Linked DNA regions of Mus musculus: region 1 is linked to region 2. Evidence: chromatin contacts called from public Hi-C data. All regions are on one chromosome and are shown on one strand. Each heading gives the region's core, a stretch centred on a gene start, on an enhancer-like site or on the middle of the called end of the contact. The rest is flanking DNA. Distances are from core to core; before and after follow the strand shown. Region 1 overlaps Slc12a1 (solute carrier family 12, member 1). Region 2 has its middle 61 kb from the start of Sqor.

Region 1 (6,658 bases), core at 1,596-4,095, 2.4 Mb before region 2:
TTCTCATGAAAAGCACATGAAGCGTTTGAGAGGGCCAGGCGCTGTTTTAACACCGCTTATTGCACACTCTCTGGGCACTATGGTTTATTCTTTCCCAAACAGCTTGGAAATAGCTACAATTATTCTCTTTGTTTTGTACAGGAAGAAACCAGAGTTCCGAGAGGTTAAATAATGTGCGTGACTGTCATGGAGCAAGGTCAGGACCTGAGCACAGAGGTTAGTTAGGCGTCAGTCTCTGTCTCCAGTGGGAAGGCCTTCTTGTGGCTTGTTAAGATGACTTAACAGTTGTTTCTATTAACTGCCAGCCTCTTCATCAAACAAACTAAAACATTTGCAGGCACAGGATGCCAAGCCATACCCCCCGTGATGGTTCTGGAGCTTGTCATCTTAGGGCGGGCTCTCATGACCTGGGTTGTATGGGAGGCCTCTCAGAGCTCCAGCTGGAACAGTCTTTTCCAGGAGTTTAGCTGTGAGTTTCCTGGAGATGGCTGTAACGGCAGCATAGAGGACGAGCTTCTCCCTTTTTGACAGGCTCCAGCCCACTCTGTCTCTAGCTACTAACCATGCACCCCAACTAGTGCTCTGCTTGGGCAAAGATGGTTTACATCCTCCTTTGTAAAGGAGTTTGCTGTCTTAGTTACTCCGGAGGTTTGTTCCAGGACAAGCAAACTGCAGAACCCCAGATCCAGGAGGAGACAGGCCAAAGTGTGAAATCAGCTTGCCTAGCCATCTTGGGTCTCAGGGCCACAAAGTGGGGCCATCTCCACTGCACAGTGAGGTTTCCAGTTTTTGTCAGAGATTATTCTTCATTGTTTACTTTGTGGAAGCTGGAAGACCCCCATCCCGGACACCTCCTCCCATCACAGTGTGAAACAGAAGTGGCCTTCGACGGTCTGGCTTTTCAGTTATATCTGATGTACCGCACACCTTTGTTCTCACTGGAAATGAGGAGCAGGAAGGACAGTAGACTTTGCTAAAACATTTCAGAAGGATCCCGGCCAGGCCAGTTGTGTTGCAAAAATAACCATTAGTCACAAAGGAGGAGGTGACTTAATGGAGCCAGGAGGGTGACATTAAAGATTACTCGTTCCACAGCCATAGCCACAACCACCACCATCACTACTGCCTTTTTGGTTTGGTTTGTTTTGAGACAGGGTTTTCTTCTGTAGCCTAGAAGTCTGCACATAGCTGAGGCTGTCTTTAACCTCTGCCTCCTCACCCCAAGTGCTGGGATTGCAGCCTGTGCACCTATGCACAGCTACAACTCCACTTTGAAGATTGAGGAACGACGGTATTTAGGAAGTTTTCATTGCAGATGCTCGTGTGTAGGGAAAGCTGGTTTTAGTTTGCATTTCGTTCTAAAGGAAACTTGGGCATAGCCAGCCCAGGCGATTCGTCCAAGGTCATGTAGCTAGTGACATGTCTTCTGCGTCTAATTCTAACATTAGATTCTGTCACCCCTGTCTTTGAGTCTTTTGTAGCCTCAGCTAGCCTCAAGCTCACTTTGTAGCCTGGGCTGGCTCTCGTTCAACTCCTGGTCTTCTTACTTCTGAGTCTTTAGTGCTGGGGTTACAGGAATGTGCCTCCACACCCTATTGTTTAATCCCCATTACCAGTGGGCCTCAACCTTCCTGATGCTGGGACCCTTTAACCCAGTTCCTCATTTTCTATTGACCCCCAACCATGAAATTATCTTCATTGCTACTACATAACTGTAATTTTGCTCCTGCTATGAATCATAATGTAAACATCTCTGTTTTCTCCCACAGGGTCAAGGCCCACAGGTTGAGAACTGCTACTCTTTACTCCTTTTCAGTGACTCAATCATGATATCTGCCTGCCCTTCGCTGTTATAGATTTTGAGAGAGAATTCCAGGGCTGTAGTGGAGGAAGTAAATGACCTTGAGGTTGTCAGTTGAGAGCAGGTTTTGAATAACTTTCTTCCTGCACACCCCAAAACAACTCTAGTGAGACCAGATACCCAGACTTTGCTGAATAGCCATCACCGTGTTCCCAAGTGCTTCATAAACCAGCCACACAGTAAATGACTGGAGAGACTGCATTTTGAAATTGGATTTAGTGGCCAAAATTGCCTCATGAGTTCTACTGTGCCATTTTTTAAAAAGACGTCATTTAGGGGCTTATAATTCACCATCTGCTTTGAATCTTAAGGACAGCAGAAGGAGGAGCAGAGAAAGCCAGAGGGCAGTCGTATTCTCGCCCATCTCACAACCCCCTTTTCCTTTATTCATTATTAAATTAGAACTCTTTCCTTGGCCAATCACCTTGAAGCCGCACGTGCTTACATGGATCAGTTGCTGATGCCTAGGTGGAGTCAGGCTGGATTGACGGCAGGATGGCAGGGAGCAGTCCTGCAGCCCTGCCTTCCAATCAAGCAATTATTTACTGCTAGGCCATCTGTCTTTATTTTGCAAAGCCACTCGATCAGACACAGCAGTATCACCGTGCTCTGAGCGGGTCATAAATCGCGTGGTACTTACACAGGGTACTCAATTGTGACTCACACTCTATCACTTTGTTTACCACCAGTGCAATCTGGATTCTTTGTTGTAATTGGCAAACTTGCTAAATACCTCTGGGATGTGAAAAATATGAAATGTCACATTTTTTTTTGGTGTGTTGTCAGGCAATAAATTAATTTATTAAGAAGAAACATTAGTCATCAGTACCGGGTGACTTGCCGCAGTGAACGAGTTATAATGTTATGAGCATCGATCTTATTTATACAAAAAGTTATTGTCGTATGAGTCTGTGACACAGTATAGAAACGACTGCCATTAGCTGGTAAATTACCAGGAAAGCTGATTTCTACTCAGTGGTTTATTAACTGTAGTATATGGGCTCTGAATTGCTAATGTTTCCCTTAAATTATAATCTGTGATGACACTGCAGTGCCCATGTTGGGAAAGCTATGATGATAATCATTAACATACTGTAATGCAATACTGAAGATTTATCAGGCTCTTATTAAGCCCTACATTACAGTATAATATAATGAACTGCAAGTTTGTTTTTTCTAATCCAAAATCTACTATGAGGCTTGTGCCATAAATTACTGAAGCTTCATAACAAAGCATGGGGCTGTGGCATCAAGCTAATTTCTGTCATTACGTTTGTTTGTTTTTATCTCACATGTTCTCTGTGTATTTGTGTGACATTGCATTTTTGTTTACCTAGACAGTTGGTACTTATTTTATTAACATCTAACTGTATTTTCCCATCTTAGTTAAGAAGTAGAAAGTATCCAAACATCAAAGCTGATCTAAACACTACTTGTTCTTTGGGAAATTTAAAGGAGCTGTAGTTCAGGATTCTTTGAGAAACACTACATATTCTAGTAGTGGCTTCATGGGAATAAACTCGCAGTACATTCCGGTGCCTGGAGCAGTGAGAGGTAGTAGAGGTGATGTTTTCAGCTCCATCACATATATCAGCTTGAAGAGACTAACATAATACACAAAGCAAATGCACAAACTAAATGCAAGCTGCATGTTTTTCATTCTTGCTTTTAGATAGAAAACATAACGGCAGCAAAGCCAGAAAAAAAAGTCAAAGTAGATAGGACACAGGACTCCGAGGCTACAAGGTGGATCTGACCAGGAAGCCTTTTTCCTGAGGATTAGCTTTTATAGTACCAGAAGGTTCTATGGAAGCTTCCATAGGAGGGAAGCAGTTCATAGCCTTACCCAGCTCTGATGTCCATGAACTACAACAATGACCAGCATGGTAAGATGCAATAGTGGCACTTATAGCTTGGCAGTAACCAACAGCTCTCTAATTGGACTTAAGGCCAGCTCAACATGAGGGAGACCATGCCTAGTTCTGGAGACCTGCCAGCTACCCACGACTCGTGAAGTCATGGATCTTAGAGGAGAACATACCACTGCCACTTTACTAAAGCAGCAACATCCTTAACTGAATTCTAAGGGCTTATACTCAGGGCCTTAAAAGAGTAGTCTTCATTCCTCATCCAAGAAACTTCTCTTTCCAGTAGATGGGGAGAATGACAGAAACCATACCTGACCAAGATGCAGAGAAGAACTGACCGCGTGTTGCCTAGCCCCAACTGGCACATCTACAACACAGCTCATGCATCTAAGGCTCAGGGGACAGCATGGCAGAAGTGGCATAATGATTGTAAGAGCTAGAGAACCAGGAAATCTGCTGTGGGAGAGTGTCTCCTAGACATGACCGGCAAGTTTTTCCTGTGACAACTCAACAATATGGCTGCCTAAGCAAGACCTGAACAAGGATTCCAACACTATTATTCTAGAGAAATCTAGACTATGTATATATACCCTTGCAATTAAAAAAAATTAGTTTCTTATCTTACTATTTTGTGGGGTTTTTGGACATTTTCAAACATATATATCATTGTGTCTTGCTCATATTTGTACCCCCTGACTACCCTCTACTATCTGTCCTGCCCTCTGTTACTGGTTCCCTTTCTACCTCCAAATATACCCACTTATGCTTCAATGTCACATATATGTATGCATATGTATACATATTTAAATCTAGATTTCACATATGAAAGAAAATGAGATTCCTTCCTGCATTCTAGGCCTCTTTGAGTCATGCCCCAAATGAATGAAATAGTATCAACTTTATAACCCATGTTTGACCATTATATCCTCACTGAAATTCTTCTGAGCATTCTTGTTGGTGACCAACTATGATCTGCCTTTTTCAGTATGGTAGAAGAAGCTCAGGGAGCCCCTAAGAGTAAGAGTCAGTCATACTTTCCCCTTTGGTGGTACTAGTCTGCTCTGACTGTGCATGTACCCACCCCTTCCCAGTTCTCATCTCAGCCTTTCCTCACACTCACCTCTGGGCAGGAGATGCTCGTTCCCAAGTCTTACTAGTCTTCTCTCCCTCCACATTGCTTACCTAACTCATACTTATCCGCTAAACTCCAAACCATATTTCTTCCAGGAAGCCTTTTTGGGATTATATATGCCTTCTTTTCTACAATTTCTCATTCATATGTAACAATCACAGTAATATCTATTTCCCCACTACAGTGCCAGTTTCTTAAGTGTATAAACCAGGATTATTAATTATTATTAACATATTATTATTATTATTATCATCAACACTAACATCTTCACCTACACTCTGCATATTACACGACAGGCATCCATCGCAAAATATCCCCTCATCTCAGTGTCATTAGAGGACTCCATTAAGTTCCATTGAAGAGGATATTTGTGTTCTCTCTGTATCTTTCAGAAATACCTCTTATATGCTCTCCTTACCTCATATACCAACAGAATATGTTTACATTCTAAGACTAAACAACTCTACCAAATTATCTATAGAGAAGAAACAGTTGCTAGTCAGAATGAGTCTTTCTGCCTGTGTGGTAGTTAAGTGAGTGATTCACAGGCATGACACATTCAGATTCATTTCATTCATGTCTTGTCACCTAAAGGCAAATACATGCTTTGCCATGGGAAAAACAAAAACAGCTTCATTTTTTGAAACATCTTGCAAAAATTAATTTGGCAGGCTACTTTACTGGAGGTGTTTATTTACCTCCATGCTGTGGTATTGAAGTAAGAAAAATCATTAACTAGCCTGAGTTGGTCTACATCTCTGATAACCAAGGCAAAGGCTGCATGTGTTTTCCATGAGAAGGCACAGAGGGAGCACACACACCATGGGCTAAGGCATAATCATTTTATTTACACTGAGCGCTGTTCTGATCCAACCACCTAAAACAATTCACCATCTGTTGAGTGGATAAGGAAAATATTTACCTTGTACCTGGAGAACCGGAGAGATGTCAAAGCCTTGGCTGATTCTGACTATGACCACGCCAATCTCAAAGTCAAAGGCGTCACTGAAAGAGGAAGCAACATTAGAATGTGTCCAGTGTTCTCTTTAACCCTCACACTTGGGGTGAACATTAAACTCATCTCTAGGATTTTGATATCATGAAACTATTAAAATTCACTTTAGAATACAGCTAAGAGCCAGTGTCTTGTTTTGTTTTGTTTCTTTCTTTGTGCCTTTAAAAAAATAAATTCTGTGTAGAGGTAAATAGACTATTCACCCTAAAGCTGATTTGTTAAAATAGTCCCACCAGCTAGATATTTTTGTTAAGAGATCTCTACATACTTGTAAAAAAATCAATCTGTTATTAAGTGATCTAAATAATCTGATGTATTTAAAATGGAACATTTATAGATTGCAAAATCTTTTGATTATCAGCCTCTCCTCTCTGCCACTGGGCAGACATCTTCAGTGATGTCTGACACTAAGCCCATGGCCTAAAATGTCTCCAGTACAGCAGTCAGAAGGCAGGGGCAGACAGTTTTCTGAGTTTATGGTCAGCCCCATCTATATAGTGACTTCCAGGACAGCCAGGCCTCCGTAGTTGAAACCTTGTCAACAAACAAACAAAAACCGTTTCCAGTGTTCAGAGAAGAGCCTCCCCCTGGAAATCCTACATACTTGCAGATGGCTCTGATGCCTTCTCTGCACCAGTCTAAAGAGAGTAAAGGACGTAGAAGAGAAGGGAAAGCTGTTTGGTTTATTTCATCCTGTAGTACACATCGTAAATCTGAAAGCAAGCCCATTTCTTATTTGTGTTACTAAACGTTTGCCTCTGGAAGTGCCCTGTTCACACATA
Region 2 (7,223 bases), core at 3,312-5,811:
GGACCCTGATATAGCTGTCTCGTGTGAGGCTATGCCAGTGCCTGGCAAATATAGAAGTGGATGCTCACAGTCATCTATAGGATGGAACACAGGGCCCCGAATGGAGGAGCTAGAGAAATTACCCAAGGAGCTGAAGGGGTATGCAATCCTATAGGTGGAACAATATGAACTAACCAGTACCCTCAGAGCTCGTGTCTCTAGCTGCATATGTATCAGAAGATGGCCTAGTCAGCCATCATTGGCAAGAGAGGCCTCTTGGTCTTGCAAACTTTATATGCCCCAGTACAGGGGAACGCCAGGGCTAAGAAGTGGGAGTGGGTGGGTAGGGGAGCAGGGCGGGGGGGGGAGGTAATAGGGAACTTTTGGGATAGCATTTGAAATGTAAATAAAGAAAATATCTAATTTTTAAAAGGCGAAAAGAAGAGAAGAGAAAAGGAAAGGCAAGGCACAAGTGGCCAACCCTCAAGCATGCTCCCTGGGCCGACCTGACAGTGGGCGCCACTCACACTACCCTCTCCCTTCACTGTACCCTATATTTCTCACCACAGCAATCTATTGTCTACTTGGTGTGTGATATAAGGAATGGGGGGCATCCTGCATTCCAGCCGTTAGCACTGTGTGGGGCACACAAGGGAACCTGCTAATTATACTACTGTGTGGCATTTTGTATATTTTTAATCATCATAAGCCCCTCTGACACAGTATTGCCACCTGTTGACCTTCGGCAAAATAATCACCTTCTCGATACTTCCTCTTTCTCTTCTTGGACATGGAGGTGGTATTGTCTACTTGGTGTGTGATATAAGGAATGGGGGGCATCCTGCATTCCAGCCGTTAGCACTGTGTGGGGCACACAAGGGAAGCACAATAACTGAAATTAAAACTGAACTCTGTGAAAGAACTAAAACTATCTCCTAAATGAAGCAAAGGATGGGAGAATGCATGGAGAGTGTTGGCAACGTTAGAGACAACATCCCCTCCATCCCACCTGCTCTTCTGTAGAGTGAGCTGGTATGGTACCACCAAGAGAGAGATCCGGACTCCTGCCTGGACACAAGCAATCCCTGTGATTTCTTGATCAGTAACATACAGCATGAGTGACTGCGCATTTCTGACACAGCCTTCAGCCTTCCTGGGAACTTCTACTCCCTGCCTGTAAGAAGCCAGCCACCAGAAAAACACCCTAAGGATCTTAAGACCAGTGGAGAGGGACTAGAGAATAAGAAGTCGTGTACAGAAGGAAAGACAAAATGCCCCTCTGCCATTTGGCTCACTGGCACCCAGTAACCCAGTCACCAAACTTACTACAGTTCTAAAGGATGCTCAGACTCATCTATAAGTGAATCCCAAATGGGCAGTGATTATGCATAAAGATGATAAAAGTGATCTCCTTTTATCATCTAACTCCAAGAATTAAATGAAGATATCTAGACTCTGTAGAAATTAGTTATGTAATTAATTAGCAATGTCTGCCTAGGACAGGAGTTGAAACACTCCTGACAGGCATTGAAAACTGTATGTGCGACTTCAGGCCATGGTTTCTCATTCACTGTTGCAAAATTGTGTGCCGTCAGTATTTCCTATAAATTTCTTTAAATATAAATTAACATTTGAACACCTACAACTCTTGAACTTTGTTCAAATCTATTTCCATGAACTACACATTTCCTTTCTTTTTAAATATTGTTTTTATTCTAAGTGTATGAGGGAAACTTTGCCTGCACGTGTGTGTATGCTGACCATGGAAGTCATAAGGGGTGCTGGATCGGGAGTTACAGGTGGTTGCGAACTACCATGTTTGTGCTGGGTTCAAGTCTGAGTCCTCAGAAAAAATAAGTTTTGTTTTGTTTTGCTTTGTCTACTAAGCCATCTCTCTAACCCCCACAGATATTTTGCAGACCAGCTAGAAAATGAAGAAACTGATTTTAAGTAAGGCTTATGACCATAAATCCATCAATAAAAAAAAATGGCTGAATCAGACTTAACTTCAAGCCACAAGAGCTTCTTATATACATTCATGAAAAATTCACACACACACACACACAATTAATTTTTTAATTTTGTATTTCATTAACTGTGAAATCATAAGTATAAGTTAAAATTTTTTAGCAACGCAGTCATTCATCTAATTAAAGTACACACAAAACCCTACACATATAAAAATACAGTTCTCTCATTCAAGAGAGAACATGCCAGAGGTCCCTTCCTCCACACCCCAACCTGAACCATCTCAGCTGCTCTGAAATCTAGAGGGCTCAGTCTAGAGCCAAATGGAAACCTCTGCTATCCCTTGGAGCCTTATGCTGTTACAGCAGCGTACTGTGATCAATTAACCAATCTTATTCAGTTCCATGATCCCAGTTATCTTACAAACCAACCCCATCCCCTTATCTAGGCACGAGGCATCTATCCCACCAAGAGGATTCATCCCACACAAGGGCAAAACCAAATGAAATGGTCAAATTCTTGGCTTTTGCCTTCAAGAGGTAAAGTTCAGGTTGGATTGTTCTGCCTGATTAATATCAGACCATGCACAGTGCAGCAAAATTGAATCAGAACCATCAGTGGCTTGGCTTAAGACAAATTATTTAGGATCAGCTCTCCGTCTTTTAGCAACATCCTCAGAACATACCAGTGAAGGTCAATAGGCAGAAGAGAAAATGGATAGCTTACGCTTTTAAATGCTTAGCTTATATATCAGTCTGTTACAGCTGTCATAACAAACTACTGAAGTCTTGACTCAACAATAGAAATTTATTGCACTGGGGTCTGGAAACCAGGAGTTCAAGATCAAGGTGTTAGCAGATTCAGTTGCTGCTAAGGCATCTCTCTTTGGCTTGCAGATGGCTGACCTTTCTCTGTCTTCATTGGTTCCCTTCTCTGTGTGTATACACCCCTAGTGTTTCTCCCTCTTCTAATGGCAACAGGCACATTGGACTAGGACCCCATTATTACAACATCTTTAACCTTCATTTCCTCCTCAAAGGCCTCATCTCCAAATATAGTCCCATTGGGTGCTAAGATTCAGTTCCTAACATCCTAAGGTCCTATTTAAATTTTACTGACTAGAAGACACCTAATTGATAAGAGGTTCTAAAACCCTTCAGCTCCAAGTGTACCTGGAAGGAGAGAAGAATCAGGCAAGAACAATCACTTGCCATCTCAGCCTCAGAAGGCAAGACAAGAAGATGAAAAAAAAAAAAAAAAAAAAAAAGAAGATGGAGAACAACAAATAACCTGTGACTGGGCACACAGTCCTCACACTCCCCATCCTATGGTGATAGAGAAGGCAGAACAAAAGGCACTGGGGGAAATTGGTAAACGGCACTCATCTGGTGGCACCAGGTAGACTAGACACGGAAGACAGCATCCAGGGATGTTCTCGCCTGCTTTACCTGTGTTTGGGCAATGATCCCCAGCTCTGGGGAGACGGAAATGGAAACTGAGTCAGCTATGAAAGTCCCCATCCCTTCCCATGTGGGAGCTCCAACAGCTGGTGTTTAGGAGCCATGTGTAGGTACTGTTACCTTCTGGAATCTGGATAGAATCTATATCCATCAGTGGCCAACATATTGCACACTGCCCATCCCAAAGGTCTTGTGCCCACAGTTGGTAATTATCTGGCTACTCCAATAGGAGAAACACACACACACACACACACACATACACACACACACACACACACACACACACACACACACACACACACAAAATTTCCTAACAACTGAGGGAGAAAAAGAACCTTCATCAGCCGTTCTCCTCATCCATGGGACTGAATGGAACGGCTCAAGATTTCCCCACAGGCCAGAGGGAAAGTAAATTACTCTCATATATTAAGAGGCACCAAACTAACAATTGTCAACTCTAGAAATGCCACAGAGCCATCTACTGGTTATCAGTAAGGAAACAAACAAAAGTGTTCATCTGAAAACAGTGAATATGGGGGAAAACCAAAAATAAATTCAACCCTAATAACTTCATTATAGAAATGTGATGGGAAGTGTCACCTCATTCCCTTCGCCACTAGGAAATCTATGAGACATTGAAAGTCAGCCGTGCCTTTAGTAAATGTGGTTAGGGAATTTGAATTGTATCTGTCCAGGAGGTCATTAAGGTCCCATTCTCTCCATTCCACACGTTCACATCCTATGCACATAAAACACAGATTCACTTTATGAAATCTGAAACACGCAAGTTTAATTAAGGAATCTGAAATCCCACAGTGTGGCTGACAAATGATACAGTTAGCGCCCAATTTTCTGCTATTAAGTGGATCGGCACTACAGCCACAGAGCTTGGCAACAAAGAAAATTTCCCAGAGACCTGGGTTAGGGACCAGGTGCGGGTAATAAAGGCCCCACTCAAGCAGGGGCCTGCTTTTAACAGCAAACTGAATTCAGAAAGTGATCGAAAATAGCAAGTAGCCTTGAAGCCTACAAGCCAATCCCTCACCCCCCAACCCAAACCAAACCCACATATACACAGGCCCAAAGCGCGATGCTAATGTGGTTTATGCTTCCAAGTACAAAACCAAGAAAGGCCTCCCAAGCAAAGAAATGCTCTAAGAAACACCTTGGGGTCATTTTCATAGCTTATGGGCAGAATTCCAAAGCCCAGTCCAGGACATGATCCAGCCTGCGGTGAAATGCTACATTTGAGCACAGAACGGCTGACCTTCCGTTTAGGGTCAGAAATCGGCTAATCTGTTTCTCAGACTTGCTTTGCAGAAGCTGAGCAGATAGGATGAAATTTAACTGAAAAGATGCCAGACGCCTTGTCTTCCTTCCCCTGGAAATCTTAAAAGTTGCCTGGAAGACCATGCGCCGAGCTCACAGCGCCACCTACAGCTCTCTAGGCGCAACTCATCACGGCCCTGTTCAAAGGCTGTCCTGGAGAGCGGAGAGCCTCTTAATCTTAAGATTAACAGGTATTATGTTTATTTGGGGATGTGTGAGGGTGGAGAACACCGCACGAAGGAGGCTTTGTCGCTGATGGGTTATATGCCTGATTGATTATATAGTTTGGGGAATTTGTTAACAGCTTCTAAACACATGGTGGTTTTTCCTCCAAGACCTGTTTCAAGAAGTCACCAAGATATACAATCAATCAGACATGATTGTCAAGAGCATTTGACATTGAAATATGATGTGTAACAAGCAGTCGTTCATCTCCTTCGCTGAAATTACTAAAGAAGCTCTGAGGTATAGAATGAATCCTCAACATTGCAGAAGGTGGAGTTGGGTGTGGTCACAGCTGAGAGCTCTGAAAAGGACTCTGCAGTCACCTTCCCACCAGTTCCTCCTCCGTCTGAAGACTACCCTCACTGGGATTTGAGTGAGTGTGTGTGTGTGTGTGTGTGTGTGTTGTTGTTGGTATGTGAGTGTGTGTTTTGGGGAGTGTGTGTTTTGGGAGTTTGTGTGTATGTGTGTGTTGTTGTGTACTGTTGTGTGTGTTGTCAAACTGTACAAGCTCCTACTATTAAGCCCAGAGGGAGAGAGAAGATCAAAAGAAGAAAAGGAACACAAAGAGGAATTCCTGCCTTTCAGAATGTGTACTGCCAAGCCTTATCCTGTCACTGCACTATAATCAAACTGTAATGCACAGACCCCTGTTTTCTATCAACTCTTACTTGCTCAGAGAAGGAAAAGATCTGAATCAGTCAAAGAAGACTTCATAATGAGTGGAAAATCTGACTTCAGGTTAAAGCTCAAATGTCAAAGGAGAATAATCATGCAGCCACCAGAAGAGATGATATAAGCAAAGTTGTGGAGGTGGAGAAGTGCTAGCTGCGTGCTATGTAAAACAGTGCACACACACACACACACACACACACCAGTCAGAGGCACAGGTGTGATCACACACTGCTCTGCTCTGTCCCCCTCGTATGTTCTTCGCACATTTACCATCACCTGATTTGCATGTGTCTGCACACTCACTTTCTCCCTCCCCGTGGCAAGCTACACAGGAGCAGGATTGTGCTGCTGTTCTTATGCTCGCTGATCTTCTCAGTGGCCAGCTCAGGGGATGGTACTCTAATTTCTAGATAAAGTCTAATTTCTTCTATGGAAGAGAGTTGGAGGGGAAAGTGGGAGGAAGCAAAGGCCTTAGACATCCTCCAAGAAACAGGAGTCATTCAAGTAGATGGCCTAGAGGGGTGGATCCCTGACGCTGGACAAGAAGACTGGGACAATTCTGTTTCCTCCCAGCTACTCAAAAAATAATAACAGTGGCTATGCCTAGGCTGTCAATGCTTAATTGTATGACTGGATATGAAAGAAACAATTGCTCTATGTCACATGCTGATAGTGATGGGTCATACCCTCCAGTAAAATGTAATTCTGAGATCTTAAAGACATGGACAAATTAATGAGCATAAGTCTAGAATGTCCTCTGTCTGAAAGTGTGGAAGTGCTCACAAAACAATGGACACCTGTCAAAAGGACCTGAAACCATCCTGAAAGGGGTACCACTAGCCAAACTTTGAAATGTTAAACTTTAAAGGAAACAGTGATAGTGATGGTTTACCCATTACATAGAGTAAAAATCCATGAGACATTGAAGAAACAGGCTAATCAAGAGATGCTAGGGGAGAGCTCTTCTTCCCAGTGAGTGCCAACTAACAAGTGCAGATGGAATGATGGGAAGAGGAAACCACCCTCTGAAGCCATCATAAAGGAAGTCTCCAGCAATTGATAAGGCTGGTGAATATAGAGCCACACACATCCGTGATCACAATGGGGAAAAAGTGACCCCAGTGAAGAAATGTAATAGAATCCAATTGACTAAGTGCCACGGTGAGAACCAAGGGAGGGGTTGGCATCGTGTGCCTCCCAGTGTGAGCACAGTGACTCCTAAGAATACACAGCTAGCACTAGCCACAGGGGTCTGTCTACCTGGCAGGCCCAGGTAGGCCTTCAGAACGAAAGGCCATTATTCTAAGCTTTTCTAGACCATGCAAGAAATGCTGAGGAGACTTTCCAGGCTGCAGGAAACTAAGGAGATGGGACAACTAACCAAGGAAATGGGGTGCTTGATCTTATACCAGAATGGCAAACATGCCATTGTTGGGAAAGTTGTGTCTACTGATATGAAGACTAGATGGTTGTGGATAGTCTTGGAGCAGAGATGATTAAGACATGGAGTGTTCTAAAACAAGGTAAAACACTGTCCTGCTTGTTGAAGGAAGTAAACAATGAAAAGCTTCAGGGAGTCCTTGGTCCTGA

Evidence for each region. A called contact is a pair of places that touch in the nucleus more often than the background predicts.
Region 1: a contact with region 2 is called in a Hi-C map of the N1E-115 cell line, with 10 times the contacts expected there. The contact joins two enhancer-like sites. A contact is called at or near these places in 4 of 39 promoter capture datasets (cranial neural crest, hippocampal neurons, liver and 1 more), 1 of 15 datasets of contacts at CTCF or cohesin (large pre-B cells), 17 of 484 Hi-C or Micro-C datasets (B cells, the N1E-115 cell line, adipose-derived mesenchymal stem cells and 12 more) and 2 of 115 datasets of contacts at active chromatin or transcription factors (astrocytes and embryonic forebrain).

Annotation. Positions count from the first base shown.
Region 1 is chr2:125,205,223-125,211,880 of GRCm38.p6, reverse strand. It overlaps Slc12a1 (solute carrier family 12, member 1), which reads right to left. Exons shown (of 27, transcript NM_001079690.2): 20 at 5,784-5,866. Gm14002 (a long non-coding RNA gene) reads left to right here. Exons shown (of 4, transcript XR_866695.2): 3 at 142-216; 4 at 1,770-5,805. Among named protein-coding and RNA genes, the nearest start is that of Gm46760, 7.1 kb to the right of the region's middle. Within about 2 kb of position 2,845, at least 22 of the 459 cell types and tissues checked have an H3K27ac peak or open chromatin away from gene starts, as enhancers often do. A contact at or near this core is called in the N1E-115 cell line, where this site is marked.
Region 2 is chr2:122,823,134-122,830,356 of GRCm38.p6, reverse strand. No RefSeq gene overlaps it. Among named protein-coding and RNA genes, the nearest start is that of Sqor, 61 kb to the right of the region's middle. Within about 2 kb of position 4,561, at least 16 of the 459 cell types and tissues checked have an H3K27ac peak or open chromatin away from gene starts, as enhancers often do. A contact at or near this core is called in the N1E-115 cell line, where this site is marked.